Linked DNA regions of Gossypium hirsutum: region 2 is linked to region 1. Evidence: chromatin contacts called from public Hi-C data. All regions are on one chromosome and are shown on one strand. The core of a region is the stretch at or near the end of the contact, and the rest is flanking DNA. Distances in the headings are between cores, read along the strand shown.

The links. Hi-C and Micro-C count contacts between places; a contact is called where the count stands out from the background.
Region 2: a Hi-C map of anther shows a contact between it and region 1, with 2.7 times the contacts expected there. The contact joins the promoter of LOC107933308 here to the promoter of LOC121212148 in region 1. A contact is called at or near these places in 3 of 34 Hi-C or Micro-C datasets (anther, hypocotyl and leaf).

The regions. Positions count from the first base shown.
Region 1 is chrA13:965,397-968,292 of Gossypium_hirsutum_v2.1, reverse strand. It overlaps LOC121212148 (chaperone protein dnaJ 10), which reads left to right and starts at 1,493. Exons shown (of 10, transcript XM_041084407.1): 1 at 1,493-1,835; 2 at 2,486-2,545. The coding sequence starts at 1,749.
Region 2 is chrA13:1,112,677-1,115,572 of Gossypium_hirsutum_v2.1, reverse strand. LOC107933308 (ACT domain-containing protein ACR12) reads right to left here and starts at 1,473. Exons shown (of 10, transcript XM_016865484.2): 1 at 1,240-1,473; 2 at 1,075-1,129; 3 at 145-270. The coding sequence starts at 1,406.

The sequences.
Region 1 (2,896 bases), core at 244-2,743:
AAAATGGGCAATGCCAAAATTTAAGTTCGTTTTTTAAGCTTGGGCTCAATCTGATTCAAAAGACGAGTTTAAAGTTTTGTTCAAATCCGATTTAGATAAAAAATGTTAAACCCAAGCTTGATCTGGTCCATCAATATTAAATTTTTTATATAAAAAATTTTAAAAATTATAATACATCAAATACACTAAAAACATTAAAATAAATGTTTCCCAGCAAATTAAAAATACATTAAAAAAAGTTTTTTTACTTTAAATAATACTAAGATAATTGTAACTTAACAAAAAAAATACCTCTAGAATAGTAAGAAAGTTAATAATAAAACAAAGTCATACAATATCTTAATCATTTTAGTGTTGGAAATGCTAGTTGTTGGTAGGCGAAGTTGCAGTTAAAATTACAGAATTCGTGTACTGCAAGTAACTTACAAGATTATGATAGTGAAAAAAATTGTAAGAGTACCACAAATTTTTTTTTTTTTGTAATATATCTTAAATTACAATGTAATCCTTTCATTAAAAAATGGATAAATTACTTTGTGTATAATAGATGTTTCTACTTTCTTTCATATCATCAATCGTAACTTGGAAGGGTTTTAATTAAGTCATAAAAATTAAGACGAGTTCCAGTTTAGTCATAAAAACAAATTATATTATATGTCACCCTAAGTGCCCTAGTAAACTTAGCAAAATAGTAAGATACGATTAGCATGTTAATAGAGATAGATGCGAACATGAAGTTTTGTATCCAGAGTTTTGTATATAGAGATTTGTTGCTTCAGGCTTTACATTTCGGTGCAATTTGGTTGTGTAGGGATGGATGCACTTATGTGCAATTTGGTTGGGATGAAGGTATGTGATAAGGTACCTAGCACTTATGTGCTTCTTGGTTATGTGGGATGGTTCTCATGTATCTGAGTCATTTCCCTAAAGTTTATTATGGGTTAATTAAACTAAAACCTTGTTAATAAGATGTAGTTATGACTATAAATCAATAACATATTCTAAGGTTAAAGATGTTAAAAGATTATCATATTAAAAGAATATGTATCAAACAACAAGATTGATCAATGAGTTATAATTTATAAACTTGAGTTTAGGTATATGATTTTTCATGGATGTAATAGATGAGTTAACAAAGCAATTTAAGATTTTCATAATGTATCTAAGGCTACATTTGAACACTTATGAATATATTAGTAGGCTAAGACCAAAAATCGGAAAGTATAGGGACTTAAAATAATTGAATTGGAGAATATAGACTAAATCTACAATTGTACACATAGTAAAAAGACAGCTAATTGAATTTAACCATACAAAATTAACTGTAACTGTTTGGATCAAGACTAAAATTTCAAAAATTGAAAAGTAAAGAGGCTAAAATTGACCATTTTGAGGTATAAGGACTAAATATACTATTTTCGTAAAATGAAGAGACTAATAGAAAAATTTAACCAAAAATCAGTTAAAGGGTAGTCAACGCTAATGAATCAAAGGGGTCAGCGCGTGGAGTTACGTCGAATACGCGACTTTAGACTTTGTCTACTACGTTTCCTCGTTCCCAAATATTTTGCACATTTTACAACTTATTTTTTATTTTTCTTTTTTACCTCATTTCCATCGAAATTAATATTATTTTTATTTTTTCCCCAAAAATAAAAACAACTGTATTTCTTTAAAAAGAAGTCCATTGAAAGTTTTGTAGTAAAGAAAAAGAAAAAAAGAACACTGCAAGTTATCGTCGATCGGGAATGGTGAAGGAGACGGAGTACTACGATGTTCTAGGGGTCAGCCCTTCTGCTACAGAGGCTGAAATCAAGAAAGCTTATTACATCAAGGTGGTTTATTTCTCTCCTCAGCTTAATTAGGTTTTTATTTTTGCAGTTTTAATGTTTGTAGATCCGTTTGAAAAATATCTTTGATCTCAATAATCAGAGTTACCTTTACTTATGATCATCTTTTTTCAGCTAGATTAGGTCATCTTTTTTCAGATTTAATGGTGGTAGAGACTAGAGACTAGAGAGGGACGAAGCCTGAAACTTTTTTTTATTGGGGACCAGAATTAAATTCTAATTTTTTGTGAGGGGTCAAAATGTAGTTTTACTATTAAGTTGTAAATTTATAGTTTATGGAGGGACAAAACTACTAATATTTCACCATTTTTGGAAATATAGAATTGAGTTATAAATTCTTTTTTGGGGCTAAACTGGAACTTATTTTGTATTAACTTTAAAATTTATAAATTTGGAGGGACTAAACTAGCATTTCACTATTTTGGGGCCTAGGCAGTGCCTGCCCCTGGCGCTGTCCCTGCTGGTAGATCCGTCTGAAAAAATTCCTACCCTTAATGTCGATTTCTCTTGCAGTTATTTACTCGGTGCTAAGAATTTTCGCTATATTCTTTATTTAGAGTTTAACTTTTCAGTTTATGGTTCATGGTCTTTTAAGATAAAAGCTTTACACTTTTTATTTATTTATTTGTATGCAGGCACGGCAGGTTCACCCTGATAAAAACCCCAATGATCCTCTAGCAGCACAAAATTTTCAGGTAAGTCCTACATTTTTTTATATGTTCAGCAGTTAGCACATAGAAAATTTGGAGGTTAAAATAATGGGTTCATCTTCTAGTAGTCTGTTGTTAGTATTTGCAATTAGTATCATCCCTACCTGCAAATCACATTCAGCACCACAAACTCGTGTGACACTGCCAAAGCTTGTACGACTTTCTATATGCCATTTATTTAAGAGCAGAATAAAGTAGACTGTGTTTGGAAAATGGAATTGTCATCAGGAAGGCCATGCGTTGTAACATGAATACCGTTAATCTATTTACAGTTTTTTACGCTTGTGTAAATGGCTGTATTGTATCACGTAACTCCATAATTTGTGTGCTTTGTAC
Region 2 (2,896 bases), core at 224-2,723, 150 kb before region 1:
TTAACTAAACATAGATGACTCAATTACAAAATAAAACAAAGAAAAGATAAAATCACTCGTACAACAGGCTTGGCCAGTAATCCTAAAAAAATAAGCTTATAAATCTTTGAAAGGAAAGAATATAAGTTGAGATATCCACTTAACCGTGTCAATGAGAGCACCCAAACGATCTCCAAAACTCAGCTGCACAACTGTTGCTTCTGAATCTGAATCTTGATCAATCAAAACAATTGGCATTGGAATATAATCATCTTCATCTTGGCCAGTCCCCTGCAATGTAAATCAGCCGATTAAACTAATGGCATCATTATATATGCAGTGCGATGCAGAACAAGAATACACTGATCAAGGGATTAACATATTTAGATATATGTTTTACTAACTAGTTTTTTATGAATTTTAAAGTATTTAGGTTAAAATTTGTATTTTGGAGTTTTGCAACAGAACGTTTATGTCTTTCTCTTTCCCGACATTTCCTGCCCGACCCCTCACACCCTCCTCCAGTCCTCCCGTTTGCATTGATGTCATCTAGCATCTACAAACTTTAACTATCACAAATAAGCATTTTCTTAAAAATAAATATCCAAAGAACTACAAAAAAAAAAACACTGAGAAAGCAAGAGAGAAACTGCATAATAGTTCTGTCCAGCGTACTTCACTTGAAAACCATATCAAAATTTAGAAAGGCATATTCTTGGAGCTATCAATTGCAGTGCATCTTTAAGAAGATAAAATATTCTTCTACCTTAATTTTGATTAAATTCATCACTCATATATTGAAAATCACATTTCTTTCAATTGTAGCTTACCCTCTCTTCTACAGTTTCCTATGGAATCTGCACAAACATGGATCAGCTAACTGTAAGCAACCTTCATTCTTCTTCTTCTTTTTTCCCTTCTTTAGCATTTTTTTTAGTTAAATTTTTCATTTTTTTTTTAAAAAAGGGCTTTGATCGGAACAAATTGATCAACATCATTATGCACTTGATAGAAATCGCTGAGATTGTTCATTTAAGTTCCATGACCCATATGTGAGTTAAGTAAAAGATGGTAAACGAAGATGGATTCTTTTACCAATGAAGTTGAATTAACCGTGTTGAAACCATTGTTAGCAGCAGAAACAATGCGTCTGCATCAACAAGAAAAAATACCCATCATCTATTAACACAAAACAATCAACAACAACAACAACAACAACAACAAAAAAAGGATATACAGATTTTCGTTTTGGTTTCTTACTTTCTTGCAGAGAAAGTGGGCTTAATGCCGCACTGAGAAAAGTTGCAGCGGAATCTAGAAGAGTCAAAAGAAGTGAAAAAAGGGGCGATGCTGGAATCGGGAACCGTGGAACGTCGGAGGTCGACGGCGTTAAAAGAAGGAAAGAAAAGGGAATTTGACAACGCCATGGACTATTGAAGTTTGAAAATCTTCAATGATCAAAATTCAGACTTCGGACACTACTTTTCGGCGATGGCGAATTTTGTAGGCGCACTGTAATATTTTTGGTAAAAAGACCTTTTCAGTCCCTCTTAGTTTCGGTATTAAGCAAGTTCGTCCCTTTAAAAAAGTGAAAATCAATTTCAAAAGTGAGCAACTAAAACAATTAAAAACACCATTAATTTTTTCTACATTTTTATTGGTATAATAACAAATTTAGCCCTTAAATTTTATGCATAAAAAATAAGTTTATAACATTTACACATTCTATCAATTTAATCTTAACAAATTTATCTTATAATATTTACATAAAATATATAAGCATCAAAGACTAAATTTATTATTATATCAATAATAATAAAGACAATTAACATCATAATTAATTATCTTTAGTTGCTCATTTTCGAAATTGATAGAAATTAAATTACTCTATTTTTTAGATAAACTAATTTGATCAATATCAAAATTAAGAGGGACCAGAAAAGTATTTTTTTCCTTTTCTAATTATTTATTCTCTGAAAGGGAGATGCGGTAGTTTGGAGTTGTGACGTTACTTGGGACCTACTTAGTGGTAGTCTGATTCACGTCAGCCTATGACTATTTTCTTTTCTATTTTGGAAAATGTTTACCGGTTGTTGCATTTTGTAAGTCACGTTTTATATATTGGAATTTTCTCAATAATTAATCATTCGTATTTTGTAAGTTCGTTTAGAGGTAAGACACGATTTTTTTCGACATATTACATATGAGCTAAATATTATTAGTACTTTTTTAAATTTTATATAAAAAATGTAAAATTATTTTTAAATTTTTATTATTTTATTAAAATAAATACTTTTTAATAATTTAATAATTGAGTTGAGATCTGATTATGTATGACACTAACACCGTGAAAATCTTCATATATAAAATTAATATAATACACAACAAACGAAAAAATCAAATAAAATTGAACCAATTCGAAAGGGATTAAACAAACTCATATAGTAAAAATGGGAGTTATACATTATTGGAACTCGAACTTGAATATTTACCGGCTCAAATCTAAATTGCCCGATCTAAAACTAATTGATAAAAAATGTTTTGTTTTTAAAATTAATTATAGAATATAAAAATAACATTTTAAAATTTAATAGGGATAAATATTAAAATTATACATGAATTTCGCTCCAACATGTAATGTCATACATGAATTTTAATTTTGTGCGATTTTATACATGAAATTTTGATTTGATTTAATTTTCACAAATCACTAACAATATTATCGGATTAACATAATTTTATGTTGATATATTAATCAGATATAAAAATAAATGTTTATTTATTTTATTTAAAATTTAAAATTTATCCCATTCCTTTTTGTGTGAAAACTTGCATGGGATATTCGGAGATGCTCTGATTATGCTTAACGATGGCTGATGGTTTCTTTTAAAAGCAAAGCCTTATTTGTCTTGCTCTG